Linked DNA regions of Mus musculus: regions 1 and 2 are each linked to region 3. The links are chromatin contacts, called in public Hi-C and HiChIP or PLAC-seq maps. All regions are on one chromosome and are shown on one strand. The core of a region is the stretch at or near the end of the contact, and the rest is flanking DNA. Distances in the headings are between cores, read along the strand shown.

What was found. A called contact is a pair of places that touch in the nucleus more often than the background predicts. HiChIP or PLAC-seq counts read pairs in DNA pulled down with a chosen protein or histone mark.
Region 1: a contact with region 3 is called in an H3K27ac HiChIP or PLAC-seq map of heart atrium, with 6 read pairs. The contact joins the enhancer-like site here to the promoter of Tmem106c in region 3. A contact is called at or near these places in 5 of 39 promoter capture datasets (the 3T3-L1 cell line, HPC-7-derived erythroid cells, frontonasal cranial neural crest and 2 more), 8 of 15 datasets of contacts at CTCF or cohesin (CD8 T cells, the G1E-ER4 cell line, the NIH/3T3 cell line and 4 more), 116 of 484 Hi-C or Micro-C datasets (8-cell embryo, the AML12 cell line, B cells and 66 more), 23 of 115 datasets of contacts at active chromatin or transcription factors (the 230-238 cell line, DN3 thymocytes, the SCID.adh cell line and 11 more) and 4 of 9 other capture datasets (adipose tissue, embryonic stem cells, liver and 1 more).
Region 2: a Hi-C map of embryonic fibroblasts shows a contact between it and region 3, with 3 times the contacts expected there. The contact joins the enhancer-like site here to the promoter of Tmem106c in region 3. A contact is called at or near these places in 8 of 39 promoter capture datasets (the 3T3-L1 cell line, cranial neural crest, frontonasal cranial neural crest and 4 more), 1 of 15 datasets of contacts at CTCF or cohesin (the NIH/3T3 cell line), 7 of 484 Hi-C or Micro-C datasets (the N1E-115 cell line, cerebral cortex, embryonic fibroblasts and 4 more), 2 of 115 datasets of contacts at active chromatin or transcription factors (bone marrow-derived macrophages and neural progenitor cells) and 2 of 9 other capture datasets (liver and pancreatic islet).

Annotation. Positions count from the first base shown.
Region 1 is chr15:97,877,346-97,880,212 of GRCm38.p6, forward strand. The region is part of intron 3 of Vdr (vitamin D (1,25-dihydroxyvitamin D3) receptor); the gene reads right to left. Among named protein-coding and RNA genes, the nearest start is that of Gm52171, 2.9 kb to the right of the region's middle. Within about 2 kb of position 1,541, at least 14 of the 459 cell types and tissues checked have an H3K27ac peak or open chromatin away from gene starts, as enhancers often do. A contact at or near this core is called in the C2C12 cell line, the C3H10T1/2 cell line, the MNK3 cell line and 1 more, where this site is marked.
Region 2 is chr15:98,055,429-98,058,285 of GRCm38.p6, forward strand. Senp1 (SUMO1/sentrin specific peptidase 1) reads right to left here. Exons shown (of 18, transcript NM_144851.5): 12 at 2,768-2,857; 13 at 1,401-1,532. Among named protein-coding and RNA genes, the nearest start is that of Gm25668, 13 kb to the right of the region's middle. Within about 2 kb of position 1,428, at least 40 of the 459 cell types and tissues checked have an H3K27ac peak or open chromatin away from gene starts, as enhancers often do. A contact at or near this core is called in embryonic fibroblasts, where this site is marked.
Region 3 is chr15:97,962,720-97,965,608 of GRCm38.p6, forward strand. Tmem106c (transmembrane protein 106C) reads left to right here and starts at 1,510. Exons shown (of 8, transcript NM_001252153.1): 1 at 1,510-1,616; 2 at 2,121-2,311. The coding sequence starts at 2,131.

The DNA.
Region 1 (2,867 bases), core at 291-2,790, 85 kb before region 3:
GGACCTGAGGCTCAGCTTCTATCTTCTTGTACTGCTTTCAATGCTAGAACTCAAAGTGCTCAATAAAGTTGAGCCCTCAACCAAACAACTCAAGCCCCAGTCAGCTGGTCCTTGAGCAAGGCTCAAGACCAAATGGGCCCAGAATGAAGGAAGTACCTTTTACTGGCTTTGGACTTTGGCTCTAGTACCATCCACTGACGACACCCAAGGGGGCAACATCAGAGCTAGGGTTGTGACCTAAGTGGATAAGGCCAGGCTATTAGGGGTGGTGAAGCTTTACGTCTAGCCCCCCCCCTTGTAAATGCTAGGGGAGACACTGAGTGGTATGCCAATGTCCACCTTGGTGGGGACAAGAAGAAACTTGGGAACCATCAGGGTTACCCAGGAATGAGGTCAGAGCTACCACATTGCTCTATTCCAGGACAGGAGCCATGTGCCTCCCCCACCCCGCTTCCCGATGTGGTTCTTGAGGTTTCTTTCACCTGTTACCACAAATGCCCACGAGTCTCTAAACCTCCTGGAAGACCAGATGTTTCTAATTCAGAGCAAATTCTCATTTCCTTTTTGTTCCCCAAACTAGGCATTTTGTCTGAGGTCTTAGTCCACCCACTGTGGTGTCTAGCTAAGAGTCCTGGCTGTGAACCCTCCCAAACCATGTGTGCCAAGACACACTCCGACGTGTGCCTTTCAAAGTGGCACGGCAAAACCTCGAGCTTTGGTCTATGGTGGTGCAGAGGGCTTCTTGGACACCAGGCAGAATATCCAGAGCCCTTCACAGGCCTGTCTGTGTTTCCTCACGCACCAGTGGTCTTGCCTCAATCCTCATTGAAGTGCTGTCGCTGTGACAGAAGCAGCTTCGGAGAGAAAGGTCCGGGGCCATAGACCATAGTAACAGGGAAGTCTCAGAGGCAGGAATGCGACAGAATCGCTCATAGCACATCTGTCCCTTAGTGTTGTCATAATTTTCCAAACACAAGAAGTGGCCTGTGCCTTTATGAAGCTTTTAAATTATAATTATTACTTTTAGGTATGGTAGCCAGCTCTTCCTGAGTTCCTCTTATACGGAGCAGGAGGAAAGAATGGTGTCTGGGAAGATGGCGTTTTCCTCTCATGCTCTAGAGCCACAGAGAGTCCACTGGCTGCCTCATGCTCAGAACCAGGACCCTGTCCAGAGCTGGCCTTCTAGGTGTGTCTTCTTTAATACGGAGGTTTTCTGGGTCACAGGCCATGCTGGCTTGGAGACCAATTTATTCTCTGACCTCCCACTTTCTCAGGGCACTTAGGCATGTGGCTGTCATCTAGCCTCGGCCCACAAGGAGTCAGGGCAGCCAGGCCACCCAGCCCTGGCTCTGTGCTTTGTCCTAAAGATCCACACCCTACCCTGCCTTCCTCCCGAAGCTAATTGCCTATGAGCTAGTTTGGTTTTGAGAAACAAGAGCCTTCTCATTCCACGGGAGCCCGGTGCCTCTGCTGCTTCTGCATCTGAACCCTGTCATTCTCTAACTGGCTGGCAATTATACCCTAGTTCAGGAAGGGGACCGGGGGTGGTGCAACCAGGCTAAATATAGAGGCAGTTTCTAGAAAGCCAGGGGTTAGAGAGGACACTGACCAGTTCTCATGCCAGAGACCAATTCATCAAAACAGAAGAGAGACAAGAAGTTCACAAAAACATAAAGTGCCAGGGGCGAGGGCCTCAGGCTGAGAAGTGGGTGGCTTCTGCCAGCAACATGGTGTCAAGTGCCCTCTGGGTTCTGACTGTGGCTAGGTTTTAGAGATCTCAGTGCCTGGGCAGGGCACAGGAGCTGTGTGGAGTCCTAGATACGGGAGAGTGTGTGAGATCAGGAACACATTACCTAAGTTGATTGTTGTATTTATCTCACTTCACAGTGTGTGTGTGTGTGTGTGTGTGTGTGTGTGTGTGAGAGAGAGAGAGAGAGAGAGAGAGAGAGAGAGAGAGAGAACACAATGCGTTGTGTACTTCAAAATAGACCAGTTCTCTTTGTCAAATATAGCCAAGTAAACTCGGGCAAAGCCACCTGACATGGCCATTTGCAGCAATACTGATGGACTCTCAGCAGATGCTTATCAGAACTCTCAGGAAGGTTACCACTGGTCAAGACCACAGCACTGCTTTCTGGAAGGCATGAACCCTTAAATGCCCAGGCTAGAGATCTATCCCGTGGGTAGATCAGGAGTGTGAAGGAGAGTGAAGACTGTCAGTTTCACCCGTTTCCTCGAGACCCTGGAAGCTGACGTCATGCCCCTCGCTCACATTTTGGGTGCCCAGCCAAGGACTCAGCAGACATCAGAGGCCCAGATCATTGTGGCATTGTGTGCTGTTTCTTCTGATGTCTAGAGCTACAGGCATGGCAGTAACCACAGTCCAGTTCAGTTCCAGAGTCTTTGACTGAAGGGAAGTTCCCTCGGAGCCCATCGGCCCAGCCTTCATTTCTCTTCTGATGTCTAATTATTTCTATCCTGAGCCTCTCCTGCCCTCCCACCCCCGCCAGAGATCCCTGCTAACCCATCACACACACACCTAAGTCAACACAGCAAACACACAGAGAGAAGCATCTCAGAACGTGAGATTTTACAAGAGGTCCATAGCAGCTATTCTACCCCAGAGTCCTCCCTACCAACGTCTGACGTTTCTCCCTAGCACCCTTAGTGATAGTTTGGTGCTATAGTTATTTGGCGGAATAATTACTGTCTTGATTCTATCAGCAGTGCCAGAAGGCATAATGAAGACTTAATGCCCCATAGTTAACAAGGACAACAACTTAGTATAGTGAAGACCTGCAGGACTCCAAAGCTTCTGGTCTTACACTCGGGGCTCTCCATTATGAATCTATCACCTCTCGGCCCAG
Region 2 (2,857 bases), core at 178-2,677, 93 kb after region 3:
CTCTGTACGGACTCTCTGAGGTATCTGCCACAGTGAAGGGCAAGAATTCAGCCTATGTCCGACTCACTGCTGCCCCCTAGGTTTTGCATAACTTATAACAAACAAAGGCTGCGGTCCTTGTGGAATGACTGACTCTCCTCTCCAGCAGTTGGCAGGGGAAGAGAAATGGTGAATGATCACACATCAAAAACAATGCATAGGAGGATACTTTTGATCATTATTGGTTTTTGTTTTCCTCTTTTAATTTTGTGAGCTCTTCTCTACTGTCATTTAATCCAGCGTTCCATTATCCGAGGAGTCAAAAGATGTGAGTGAGGTTTCTAACAGAGACATCAAATCATGTGTTTCTTATCATTCTAAGGAAAAAAACAGCAAGCACAGTCTGTCTTATAAACTGGCCAGTGCTACTGACAATGGAGCAGCTCAGCTGGTCCAGAGGAACTCAGAGTCTTGGGCATCTGGATGGTCTTAAGTGCTATACATCTAGTCCCATAATAGACCCAGTTCTGAGGGGCTGAGGCAAGTGGCTTACAGTCAGCACCACTGCCCTGGTCTGCTTTGTATTTGCTCTATGAACTTGGGAGTTTCTTAGTCTTCTATGCTTTGTTTGCCTTTCAGATGTTCAAGTTGTCACATGCACACAATAAATAAAGGAAAAATAAGCCTTCTCAAATCAAACAGCCTTTTTTTTTTTTTTTTTTTTTTTGGTTTTTCGAGACAGGGTTTTTCTGTGTAGCCCTGGCTGTCCTGGAACTCACTCTGTAGACCAGGCTGGCCTCGAACTCAGAAATCCGCCTGGCTCTGCCTCCCAAGTGCTGGGAAAAAAGGCATTCTCCACCACGCCTGGCTCAAACAGCCTTTTTAAGGTTTAGGATGAGGATAGATCAATTTAAAAATCATGGCATAATTAATATATTTAATTGAAATTGGGGGGTGAAATCATTCCCCCTTGCTACATATCAACTACATAAAAGCAATTTAATTTTCTCGATGTCAGCTTTAAAAATACCACATTCAAATAAGCATTATTTCAGAAAGCTTCCATGCCCAACGTAAGTAACCTAAGGCAGGCAGATGAGAAGGAAGGAAACCTGGTCCCTGCCTAGAAACCCAAGAGTCCCCTCACGCAGCAGTACGCTCTGACAGTAACTCTCTGCTCAGAAATTCCAACCGCAGAGCAGGTGCCTTAAGCGTGGTGAAGCATGAGAGCATGGAAGCAGCAGTCTCGACAGCACACAGCATAGAGGGACGACTGCCTCCCACCTCCCCCCAAAGCTCCTCTGCTCCATTCTGTTTACAGAGGCTGCCTATGAGCCTCATCTGCAGAACAGTGAGGTAACGCCTTCCTTTAGTTTTCTCACCCTTTTTGCTATTTGCATACAAAGGGAGCAAAAGATTACCTCATCATTGAGCCAGTTTAGATGGTTTAGAGTCTGAATGTCTTTGCGTGTAATGGTCAAGCGGAATGCCTCACTGAGGACTTCATCCTGGTTACCGTTACGAAATACATTCTTTATTTCTTTTTCCATTTCCTAAGAAAACAAAAGACCAAACATAATAGTTTCAGAAAAAACTGGTTTCTCATCAGTGCCCTGGCTGTGTTCAGCACGAGTCACCTGCCTACTAGTTCCCCGCTGTCAGCTTACTTGTAGCCACCGGTCAGTCTCTCTTCCTGCAGTCGTCTTCCAGGTTACCTCCCACCCACCTTGCCCTGCTTTTCCTTTTACACAACATTCAGATCCTTGTTTTTGTATCACTTCCTGAAGACTGATGCAACCTTTGCTCAAATCTTCCAAGCTCCTTCAGAGGTTTATGTTTTATGTTTCTGGTTCTTATGGTCTCCCAAGAAACAAAAGCTACAAAAGGCACCCTGGAGTAAAGGCAGCGTCCTTTTGAAGGTGTAAAAATGGAACTTAGTAGGGCTATGCCATGTCTGTGCTGCTCACTGGCTCCCGAGCAGCTGGCGTTGGACCCAGGACCACAGCCTGCACACATGAAGCCAGCACTCTAGCACCAAGCTGCACCCAGGTCCAATAACGTTTTTCAAAGAGGTATGAATTAAGGAACAGGTTTTAAAACATACATAGATTTCTAAGTATTTCCCAAATTCTTCATAATGGATTACTATTGCTTAAAAAGAAACATTATAAAAACAAAGTATAAATAAAAAAGTCATAATGAAATCTATTCCTTTGTATGCTCATTAAAAAATAAGTCAAAACAAAAAAAAAGAAATAGTACTTCTCAGCTCACAATTTACTATCAAATTATCTCCTATGTCAGCATATAGGAAATGGTGGGCTCAAGTCTCCTCACTACAATCAAAACAGAATGCAATCTCCCAAGCCAAACCTAACAACAAAAAAAATTTTTTTTGAAATAAAAAAGTATTAAAAACAAATATAAAATATAAATTTACTACATACCTTCTCACTGAAGTTGCTAAAACCCAACCATAGCCATATGAACAACTTTTAATTACCTTTAAAAATAAACACTGGTACATAATTATACCAATACAATGAAAAGTATAGCTAAATTAATCTAAATGTCAGGTCCTCTACTGACTTACATTTGAAACTTCCCTCAGCTAACTTTGTTTTGAGGCAGGGTTTCACTTGGTAGCTCTGACTGGTCTGGAACACTGGTGTTGACCAGGCTGGCCTCAAAGGCAGAGCTGTACCTGCCTCTGCTTGCAGGGTGCTGGGTTGAAGGTGCCCGCCATCACACCCAGCTCCACTGCAGACATTTTCAGTCTCTTCTTTACCTCTGTAATTTCAGGAAATTCGTCTTCACTGTCAGTCAGCTGGTGGCTTTTTTTCCTGGTTTCTTGGGCAGCTGTGACAGGAATCTCCTT
Region 3 (2,889 bases), core at 260-2,759:
TGTATGTTTTGAAACAATTTAGTATTCAATGTTAGATATAGGATCCTCAGTTATGGATAGTATTAAATATTCATTAATGATATTTTTAGGATATGAATATAAAAGTTGAACAAAATTTTATGTATTATTTGATTCTCAAAATACTCCATAATATTAATATGTTTGATGTATAAAGTGCATTTAAATAATACAAAAAATTATGAAAAAAACAAATAAACAAAAAACAACCAAATCAAACCATCCAAACAAAAACTCCAAAACCAAGACCAACTAACAGACCAAGCTTTCCTCTTTATTTGCGCTGTGTCTATATTTATTAGGATTGTGTCCCACTGTGAGAACATGAAATCTAGGAAGATCAGAATTCTATCAGGGACCTGATTTCTTTTATCCTTCTGTCCAGAGTTCCTCATGGCCTCTTGGTCACAACACAGCTACTTTAATCTCTAATACCAAGCTCACAGTCCAGACAGGAAGAGTGAGAGGATCAGCTGAGTCTCTATCTACTTTAAGGAGACACAGAATTTTTACTAGAAAAAAATCTACAACCTTCCCCCAAACTGGGCAGAACAGTATCACCAGAGTTCATTAACTGCAACCAAACAATATGTTTTTAGCTTAGCCTTTATTTCTCCCAATATCATCAGATTTATTTAAGTAAGAGACATAGAAGTAGGGCTGGAGGGATGGCTCAGCTGTTAAGATCATTAACTGCTCTTCCAGAGGTCCTCAGTTCAATTCCAAGCAACCACATGGCGGCTCACAACCGTCTGTAATGAGATCTGATGCCCTCTTCTGGAGTGTCTGAAGACGGCTACAGGGTCGTCATTTAAATAAAATAAATCTTCTCTTGCTGTTCTTAAAACAGGGTCTCACTTTGCTGGCTGGCCTCAAACTCACGTTCTAGGCTAATTTGAATTTGTGGCGATCCTGCTGTCTCTCAGATGCTGGAAGCCCCGTGCACCATCACACAGGGCTCTTTAGCCCTCTTCGCCAGTTTCATTTCGCTTCTGTGGCACTTTAGCTTTCGGAGGAGCTCTCAAACCCTTTATGCCCATCCCACGTTTTTTGTGGATAGTGGTCCTGAAATAGGATCACCTTGCAAAACTTAGCTTTGGGTTTCATTCTTTTGACTAGCCAGCAGGACTCCGATGGAAGTTGCCTCCAATCAGGCCCCTTGTCACAGTGGTTCTCCATAAGCTCTTTAGGCATTCAGATCCTCTGCCGGGACCTAGTACAGGTTCTGGGTTTTGGGTTTCTTTATGCCCCGTGTCCCTGTGCGGAGAGAATGGCTTTGGCCGTCCTCCTCTCACACAGAAGCGCTCTGATCCGGAAGCTCAGATCTGGGGGTATAGAGGAGCGACGTTCTGTCTCCGAGCACCTCCGCGGTTCTCTGTCGCCCCCTACCGGTGGGTAGGTGCGCTGCCGCTGCGCGGCAGGAGGGACGCGCTGGAGCTCAGGGCGCAGGCGCAGGCGCTCGCGCTCGCCCGGGTCCTCGGGCGGGCTTGCGGTTCTGCGCGTGCGCACGGGCGGAGGCGCGCCGAGGACTCGCTGGAGCGGGCAGGTGGAGGGAGGAGTGGTCCCGGGAGTAACTGCCAGCAGTTGGTGCGCCACAGGTCCGGGGGCGCCCGCGTTCCCGAGCCTCGGAGGCCTGAACGCGTTCGGAACGTGGCTTTTTTTGTGCGGGGGCGTGACCTGAGCCCGCCTCCTCGGCTGGGAGTGGAGGAGAATGGGGATCGCTGAGGCCTTTAATTAATCTGGTGCCTGTTGTTTGTGTGCCCGAGGTGCAGCCTGTTTGCCTTTTGAGTTTGCAAACAGAGGGGAGGAAGCGGCGGGGTGGGGTGGGGGAGCAGGAGGGGAGATGGGGTCTTCCGGGCAGAGAGCCTAATCCAGCGAGGGCCGTCCTATTCCAGGGGGAGGGGAGGCCAGACACGACACGGGACACTGCTGCAAAAGGAAGGCCGCAGTAGGAACTGCCAGTGTTGCGCACACAGGCACACACTTAGAACAACAGCCTCTTGCTCAGTATTTTGCACTTTATGCAGAAGTGATTTTTTTTTACCTCTAGAGCGGCCCCACATGGACACTAACACGCGCTCACCACCCCCCTCCCCATATAGGAGATGACACATGGGGTCTCAGCACTCCTCTGCCCTCACATTTTGTCAGCGAAAGAAGGATGACAACCCGGAGGACTTGCTGGCTGATAGAGATCAGGAGGAAGCCATCGCTCAGTTCCCCTATGTGGAGTTCACTGGGAGAAATAGCATCACCTGTCACACCTGCCAAGGAGCAGGCTACATCCCAGCAGGTGAGACCATCGGCCATCACACGGAAAGCACTCTGGCATCTGCTCCAGCCAGCCCTCCATAGTCATAGCCCGCCCTGAATTGTAGCCAGCTCCGCTGCCCTGATAAATGGACAGACTCCAGGTTTTTTGTTTTTTGTTTTTTTTAAATCTTACACTCGGAACCCTTTCTCTTCTTCATTTCTACTCCTTTATTAATGCCTTAGTTTCTTTTCTGGTTGCTCTGATAAAATACTCTGACAATGGCAATTTAGGGGATGAAGGTTTATTCTGATTCACAGCTCCAGGTCACAGCTCCATCACTGAGGACAAGTTATACAACAGCAGCAATTTGAAATCGCTTATGTCACCTTATAGTCACAGCAAACAGCGAGCGAGGAGTGCTCGTACCTGGTTTCCCCTTCCCTATTCATTCAGAGATACAGCCTATGAAATGGGTGCCACCCACATTTAGGGAGGGTCTTCACATTTCAGTAAACCCAGTTAAGAAAATCACTCACAGACACGCCCCGTGGGCCGACCTAATCCCGTCTGTATCCACTGAGACATCTTCCTAGGCCACTCCGGGTTCCCAGCCCCTC